Linked DNA regions of Pan troglodytes: all the other regions are linked to region 3. Evidence: chromatin contacts called from public Hi-C data. All regions are on one chromosome and are shown on one strand. Each heading gives the region's core, a stretch centred on a gene start, on an enhancer-like site or on the middle of the called end of the contact. The rest is flanking DNA. Distances are from core to core; before and after follow the strand shown.

The links. Hi-C and Micro-C count contacts between places; a contact is called where the count stands out from the background.
Region 1: a Hi-C map of stem cell-derived neural progenitor cells shows a contact between it and region 3, with 4 times the contacts expected there. The contact joins the promoter of NCOA2 here to the enhancer-like site in region 3. A contact is called at or near these places in 2 of 7 Hi-C or Micro-C datasets (blood and stem cell-derived neural progenitor cells) and 1 of 1 datasets of contacts at active chromatin or transcription factors (stem cell-derived excitatory neurons).
Region 2: a contact with region 3 is called in a Hi-C map of stem cell-derived neural progenitor cells, with 14 times the contacts expected there. The contact joins two enhancer-like sites. A contact is called at or near these places in 4 of 7 Hi-C or Micro-C datasets (blood, induced pluripotent stem cells, a lymphoblastoid cell line and 1 more) and 1 of 1 other capture datasets (stem cell-derived neural stem cells).

Annotation. Positions count from the first base shown.
Region 1 is chr7:79,040,986-79,043,713 of NHGRI_mPanTro3-v2.0_pri, reverse strand. NCOA2 (nuclear receptor coactivator 2) reads left to right here and starts at 1,404. Exons shown (of 23, transcript XM_054656809.2): 1 at 1,404-1,613.
Region 2 is chr7:79,167,704-79,170,403 of NHGRI_mPanTro3-v2.0_pri, reverse strand. No RefSeq gene overlaps it. Among named protein-coding and RNA genes, the nearest start is that of TRAM1, 77 kb to the left of the region's middle. Within about 2 kb of position 1,308, at least 1 of the 24 cell types and tissues checked has an H3K27ac peak or open chromatin away from gene starts, as enhancers often do. A contact at or near this core is called in stem cell-derived neural progenitor cells, where this site is marked.
Region 3 is chr7:78,782,615-78,785,314 of NHGRI_mPanTro3-v2.0_pri, reverse strand. It overlaps NCOA2 (nuclear receptor coactivator 2), which reads left to right. Exons shown (of 23, transcript XM_054656809.2): 12 at 1,208-1,418. Among named protein-coding and RNA genes, the nearest start is that of PRDM14, 73 kb to the right of the region's middle. Within about 2 kb of position 1,329, at least 9 of the 24 cell types and tissues checked have an H3K27ac peak or open chromatin away from gene starts, as enhancers often do. A contact at or near this core is called in stem cell-derived neural progenitor cells, where this site is marked.

The DNA of each region.
Region 1 (2,728 bases), core at 155-2,654, 260 kb before region 3:
ATCGGGAGTTCAGAATTGTGACAAACCTCAGGTGACTACTACCCCATTGTAGACAAGCTACAGACTGGTATTAGCAGAAGACAGGCCATAAACAAACTCTCCATTTCCTCTCAACGCTTTGGGAACATAATTCTATTATTCCAGCTAGCTAAAAACAAACAAACAAACAAACAAAAAAAAACTTTAAAAATATACATTAATACATAGTCAATGCAAACATTTCAAACATTAGATAGGTGTGCAAAATAAAAACTGGAAGTGCCTCATCACCCACTTCTTACACTCCCCAGCGCTAACATTTGTTGTTATAGGCTTCCAAGCATTTTCTATTCACAAACACACACAGACACACACACCCATTTTTTTTAATTCTTTTCCCAAATAAAATTGGCGGTACACCCACAAATTTTAGGATGAAGACATATTTAAAAGCATGGGCTTTGGAGCTCACCAGAACTGGGCTCACATCCTCTCCAACTACTGGCTGTGACCCTGGGCAAATTACTTTAAGCTTCAATTTTTTGTGTGAAGTGAAAAGCGGCAATGACTTCGGAAGGTTTGAGGATTAAGGCCTATAGCATATATACATCACCTAGCACAGTCAGATTCACAGTAAGTGTTCAATAAACACTCTTATTGTCTACCGCAAGTGACCTTTCTCATTATAAGATTAAAATCAGGGAATATGTTCCTCTCATAGTTTGATAACTGCCATTAAACAAAAGTTTTTTTTTTCAACTAATTACCGTATAAGTTGGAAAAAAAAACTTGCTTTTCCAAAGCGTAAAACAGATTGGTCTAAGTAACACTTAAATGGGGGTTCTCGCATTTTCAGTGCCAATCTCCTACGTCCCCTCAGTACTTTGTTCACGGATGTCTAGAGAATGGACTTTCCAATATAAACTTATGATTTCATGATGTGCCGAAAATTCTCAACCAGGTTAAGTTTCACACTCTGTGTGCAGCATTTGCTTTATCCCGCAATTGCCGGGTGGTGCCCCTTCCAGCTCCCACAGTCGCGCCTCTCCATATCCCCTCTGGAGCTAGGACTGCAATGGGAGAAGCCTCTCCCTGTTGGAGCCGTAGGGGACTTGACGGATGCGGGGCGCCTCCGGGGAGCAGCGGCAGGACCGGGAGTTGGGTAGGGTGAGGTGCGCCCGAGGGGGTGCAGGGTGCTGGCCGAAGGGTCCGGCCGGACGGGCGCGAGGGTCCTCTGCTGGCGACCCTGGAACTCGGCTCTCCCCGATCTTCGTCTTGGGGCACCGTCCCTGCTGTCTGCAGCCCCCAGGCCCCACTGCCTCTAACTCAGCGGCCCAGGCCCGTCCCAGTCGCTAGTCTTCTTTTTGGCATTGCCCTTTGCCCTCCCATGCAGTCCTCTGTTGACTCTCTCTTCAGTTCCAGTCACCTCTAGGTCACCCTCCCTCTACCACAGTCACCCATTTTGTCCCCTGTCCCCTTACTCTTCTTCACCTCTCCCCTTACTCTTCTTCACCTCTCCCCGGGCCGCCTTCTCAGAGGACTCTGCCGACGGAGATGCTGCGGACCCCGCGGCCAGGGGCTGCTCCCCGGACAACCCTGCGTCCACCTTTGCCCCTTCCTCGGGGGCGCGAGAGGCAAGTTTCCGCCCCGTCCTTTTCCCGGTGACAGGACTTGGCGGCGGCCACTGCCGGGGAGGCAGAGGGAGGGACGGCCTGGCTCCCGAGCCCCCTCCCCTGCTCGCGAGCTCGCGCGGTCTGTCTCTCCGCAAGTGCGGAGACGCGGAGGAGGAGGAGGAGGAGGAGGGAGTTGGGGGAGGATCTCCATTGAAATAAACAACCAGGCAGCAGTTATTAACACGGGAACATGGCGGCCGCAGCCTCGGCTACAGCTTCGGCGGCGAAGGTCAGCGCCGACGGCAGCCGGCACCTGACGGCGTGACCGACCCGAGCCGGTAACCGTGCCTTCCCCCGGGGCCGCGAGGGCGGGCGGGGGGCGGGCGGCAGGCGGGGGGCGCCGCGTCCCCACCCCCCGGCCGCGACTGCCCTTCCTGCGCCGAGCTCCGACAGAGCCGTGCGCTTCCGAGAGGCTGTTTTTGTGTGCGGGGACCGCCGCCGGAGTGCGCGGAAAACGGGAGTTGCATCCCGGAGGCGCAGCGACGCTGGGGAGTTGGGGCTTGGGGGTGGGGAGGGCGGGAAGCGACGGGGAGACGCGGAGTCCCCGGGAGAGAAAGGAGGCGCTCCAGCGCCTTGCGAGAGCTCAGGAGACGAGTCCCGGAGCGCGAGGCGGGCGGAGGCTGCAGCCCGCGGCGCGGGCGAGAGGTGAGCGCCGAGGCGCGGCGGGGAGGCCGGGGGTGCGGGCGCGGCCCCCGCCCCGAGGAGCGAGTGCCCCTTGCCCAGCCCGGTGCGGGGTCGGCGGAGACCGAGGCTCTAACCCCTCGGGGGCAGCGCGGCAGAGCCGAGAAGGTGAATCCCGGGAAGGTGCATTCTTTAATGGAAGCGCGGAGCGGCTGCAGCGGAGAGTGGGAGCCGGGCGAGGGGAGGCAGGACTCGGGAAGTGCTGGGGGTGTGTGAAGGTGAAGCGGGGTGTCGGGGCGGCCGGCGAGCTGCAGCGCGGGGCGGGGAAGGGGAGCCGCGGCCCGGCGGGTGGCCCGGGCCCGTGTCAGCCCCGGGGGTGGGGGGCGAGGGGCGCCGAGCACCGCGGGCGGACGGGAAGGAGCTGCGGCGGGCGGGGCGGGCGGCGCGCTGGGGCC
Region 2 (2,700 bases), core at 59-2,558, 390 kb before region 3:
GATCTTTCCACTTCTTGATTTCTCCATATGCCTCCAGCCTCCAAGCCTCACACACATAGCTCCACCTGCCTTCCGGCTGTGTCTCCTGTTGGCCAACTTTCTCCCACTCACCCTATGCATCTCAGCTTGCACATACCTTCTAGGTACAGGCTTATCAGCCCTTCTCTTGGGTCTCAGGGCATGCCACATTTCCTGTATAACAGCATTCATCACTAGGAATTGGTTCAGCCTTACACATCTCCCAACACAAACACACACACCCCTCACTCAAGAATTATCTGTTAAAGAAATGTTGAATGGGGTGGGGTGTGGTGGCTCACACCTATAATCCTAGCACTTTGGGAGGCTGAGGTAGGAGGATCACCTGAGGTCAGGAGTTCGACACCAGCCTGGGCAACATGGTGAAACCCTGTCTCTACTAAAAATGCAAAAATTAGCCGGGCATGGTGGTGCACGTCTGTAATCTTGGCTACTCAGGAGGTTGAGGCAGGAGAACTGCTTGAACCCGGGAGGCAGAGGTTGCAGTGAGCCGAGATTGTGCCACTGCACTCCAGCCTGGGCAACAGAGTGAGACTCCATCTCAAAAAAAAAATGTTGACTGATTATATCACAAGCTATTTAGTTATTTTTACAAGCAATAGTTAAAAGACTGACATTTACAAAACATTTACCTTTTTAAAAAAGAGGAGTTGAGGTTATCCTAATCACCAACAAGTAGCTCTTGTTTCCTAATATGTTTTCTTGAGAAGAAGGAAAGGAACACAGCTGCCCGTAGGATGCTGGGAGTTGTGCAAAACGTTAGTTTAGTATGCACATCGAGTGTGTCCCACAGTGAACATCATCCACTGCCATCCTGGTCACGGTAGAAAGGAGACTGCCAGCCTTCCCTCCCTTTACTTCAGGAAAGAGCCAATCTACTGCATTTAAAAGAATATTGATTTTGCAAAGTCCTCCAAAGAAAAATCTCCAACCCTATCTGGTATCAAACAACCCTAGGCATCAGGAAATTCTTCCTTTTGTTTAACTTTAATGAGCCCATTCTTTTTGTGTCCTTGGCAACAGAGGGAAAAAACAGTCATCATCCTCCATGCAATGGCTGTTCTGAAGTTTAAGTCCAATGCTGGCACTTCTTAATTCACCTCTGATGCATCTCCTCTCTAGGCTAAATAATCCTAGGTCTTTTAGCCCTTGTTTGCTGGTCACAGGATGACTATTCTGCTTTAGCTCTGAACTCTCCACATTCTCTCAATTCCCGTTGAACTATGGAGCCGGGAGCCAGCCCCAGCTCTCTGTTACAGCTCTGGACAGTACAGAGAGCAATGTAACAATTACCTCATGATACAGACATGCTTTTCATTTGCTACAGTTCTCTGCTTGCATTTTTTTCAATCAACAGAACTGCAGGATTGTGACAATTCTTCCCGGTCAACTGGCTGTCCACTAAAGCTATACTTCCAATTTTCCAGCCAACTGCCTTTGAGTAGTTGGCACCTTGCCTTTGAACATGTTCACTTTTCAACTCCAAGTGCATAACCCTGAATTTTTCTCTACTGAACCCCATCCAGTTTATGTCCCATTATTCCAGTTGACCAGGATTGCCTTCTCTGATGACTCTAGCCCCCTGAGATCTTCCGGTTTTATGATATTTCAGGGTTTGAGTTATGTTTCCCATGCATATTTCTTATTGACCAGTGCATTAGTCAGATTAAGCTAAAATATGCTGCAGTAAACAAATCAGCAAATCTCAGCGGCGTAGAACAATAGTCTGGGGTAGTTTTTTGTTTTGTTTTGTTTTCGAGAAGGGGTCTCACTCTGTTGCCCAGGCTGCAGTGCAGTGGTGCAATCTCGGCTCATTGCAGCCTCCACCTCCTGGGTTCAAGCCATCCTCCCACCTCAGCCTCCCAAGTAGCTGGGACTACATACGTGCACCACCACATCCAGCTAATTTTTTAATTATATATGTATTTGGGAGATGGGGCTTGCTATGTTTCCAAGGCTGGCCTCGAAATCCTGGACTGAAGCAATCCTCCCCACTTGGCCTCCCAAAGTACTGGGATTACAGATGTGACCCACCATGCCCAGCCACATTATTTTTCATATTCACACTACATTTCCCACACTAATTGGCGGAGGGGTTCTGATCATCAGAGTCCAGGTGGCCCAGGTTGACAAAAGTTCTACCACTGTGTGAAATCAACAGAAGGCTTCAGGGTTCATGGAAAATGGAGAAGTTTTATACATATTTAATACAAGTAGAAGTGATACCCGTTGTTCAGTTAATAGGGTTGCTAAAGTTAACAACAAAAAAAGCTAAAAAAATTTTTTTAAAGCGATACCCATTGTTATGCCAACATTTCGTTAGCTAAAGCAAGTAACATGGATGTGACTAATTCCGAGGGATGTGTGCTCCCAAGGAAAGAACTGGAGAGAAATCTTGGCATTCACTAGTTGTCTCCCAGAACCAATGAGATTCCATTTTCCTAAACACAGTCATCTTGTCTTTTATTTCTGCATCATCATAAATTCAACCATAAATTATCAAAGAAGACTTATAGATTCTCAGCCAATTTTTCTCCCACCCAGCATCTCTTACAAAAGTAGGGGCATTTTTCTATTCCATGGTCCAGATTATATACGAAGATGTTAGTTCAAAGACCAGATTCTGCCAAAAGCTGCTGGGCAGAATGATGAGGACTGAGC
Region 3 (2,700 bases), core at 80-2,579:
AATCTAGAATAAATTCCAGTTTAGCTTCCTAGCAGAAAAGTGCTAAGTGTGAAATAGTGGTGATACTTAGCTTATGTTAGTGCTTGAATTTTGTTTTTTTTTTTTTTAATGGAAGAGAAAACTTAAAAACATTTTTTATGGCTTCTGTAGACAGGCACGGTGGCACTCTCCTGTAATCCCAGCACTTTGGGAAGCTGAGGCAGGAGGATTGCTTGAGCTCAGAGACCAGCCTGGGCAACAAAATGAGACCCCCATCTCTAAAAAAAAAAAAAAAATCAAAAAATTAGCCAGACATGGTGGTGGTGGTGCATGCCTGTGGTCCCAGCTACTGAGGAGGCTCAGGTGGCAGGATCACTTGAGCCCAGGAGATCAAGACTACAGGGATGAGTGTTTGCGCTACTGCTCACCAGTCTGGGTGACAGAGCAAGACCCTTTCTCAGAAAAAAAAAAAAAAAAAAAAACATTTTTATAGCTTCCGTATAATTAGGTTAATAGTGCTATGTTTGGGGGGCAACCAGTTTTTATCCTGCTTCCCTACCTTTGTTACCTAAGCTGGCAAAAGACTGGGAAAGCCATTGTCATTCAAAATTGAAAGTCCAAGCAGAAAAAAAGGACTACTCAAATTGAAAAGGCAGTGCTTAGTTCATGGATGCTTCAAGCTTATTTTGCTTCTCTCTCCCCACCCCTGTGTTCTTTTAAAGATTAAAAAAAAAAAATCCTGAAGGGAAATGACTGTTTGTTAAATACTGATTGGGTGCAAATTTGGATTACATTATATGCCAGTTTTTTGTTGTTGTTATTTCTTAGGGAGTTTTGACGATAAAACCTAGACCTGGACCAAAGTCATAGTCTATTCATAATTAATTGGAAATATATATTCTTATGATTAATTGAATGATAAGCATAAAATAAAGGAGAATTTATAAATTGCCAATAAATCACAATGCTGGAAGAGAGCTTTCTTTCTAATTCAGCCATCTCTTTTTATAGATGAGGAAATTGAGGACCAAGAGATTAAATTACTTGTCCTTTGTTAACCTAATTTTTTAAAAGATGATCAATTATCTGTTAGGCCTGTGGTATGCAGGAATCTACCTATTTTATTTGGCTGTGGTGCCTTATGGCAGTTAGGTCAATGATTGCAAATGGGCTTGTGGTGTCTACTCTTAGAGTAGACTGGATAAACTCTTCTGTTTGTCAACTACAGCCTGGCAGTGAGCTGGACAACTTGGAGGAGATTTTGGATGATTTGCAGAATAGTCAATTACCACAGCTTTTCCCAGACACGAGGCCAGGCGCCCCTGCTGGATCAGTTGACAAGCAAGCCATCATCAATGACCTCATGCAACTCACAGCTGAAAACAGCCCTGTCACACCTGTTGGAGCCCAGAAAACAGCACTGCGAATTTCACAGAGCAGTGAGTATGAGAAATGGCTGGTTATGCCAAGAAATTTCCATATAATCACTATCAGAAACAGGGATTATTGAAGTCTGATGCAACCAGCTTAGTCACTTTAAGGTTTTTGTGATCAAATAGCACCATCTACTGTCCTGGTCTTTTGAAACAATATTCAAAATGGTTCTCTCACATTCTCTTGTGGGTTAATTTAATCGGCACTGGACAGGGAGACTGACCTACATTGATGAAGTTCTTCAACTGATTGTCATATTTCCCTTCATTTCAGTGACTGCCTTCAGACATGGAGTTTATCCTGGATTTTATGTGTTTAATAGACAATGAAATACTGAAATATATAACATTTGGGAGCTATGCTGACTTTTTAGGGATAATACACTATTTAAAAATATTCTACTCTCCCAAACTGCTCAGCTGGTAGTAACAAAAAATAAATTTAAAAAAAAATAATAAAATATTCTACTAAAAGTATTTATACATGAAAGGGCTACATACATTAAAAATCTTGCCCTATCTCAGGAATCTTCATATAAACATCACTTGACGTGGAACTTTACGTTTCTAAATGTATTCTAAGTTAAGTTGTCTGTTTAGAAAAAACATCTTTTATCTTTTCATTTTAAAGTTTTGTAAGCTTAGGATAAACTTGTTTACTATGAACACTCAGTTTACAAACTTGATTAATACCTGAAGTTGTCTGATAATCTTGAATGGAAGAAAGTATTTGTTATGTAGCAAGGCCATAATTTATGAAAGATAGATAACCTCTTCAGCGTTAAATTGGCAAAACAGAGTGATTTTTCCTTTTCAGATACAATTTGAGCCAATACCTGGCATTTGTTCTCAGATCAAAAATGGCAACCATCAGTCAAATCATAGAACATCTTTCATTGCTAGGTCTTTTCTCAAGTGATTTCTGACCATTCTGAAATAGGAAAAACAAAAGAAAGATGAGTTTGGGCCGGGCGTGGTGGTGGGCGCCTGTAATCCCAGCTACTCGGGAGGCTGAGGCAGGAGAATTGGTTGAACCCGGGAGGCGGAGGTTGCAGTGGTCCAAGATTGCGCTGCTGTACTCCAGCCTGGGCGACAGAGCGAAACTCCATCTCAGAACACACACACACACACACACACACACACACACACACACGAAAGATTTGCATGTGACCTCTCAAAACTCACTCTTTCTTGGGCAATGGAGAGTTAATTGTGGATCATGGGAGATCACGAAGTCAAAAGAGTTGAGAATTGGGTAAGAAACACACTAGACAGGCTGGGCGCGGTC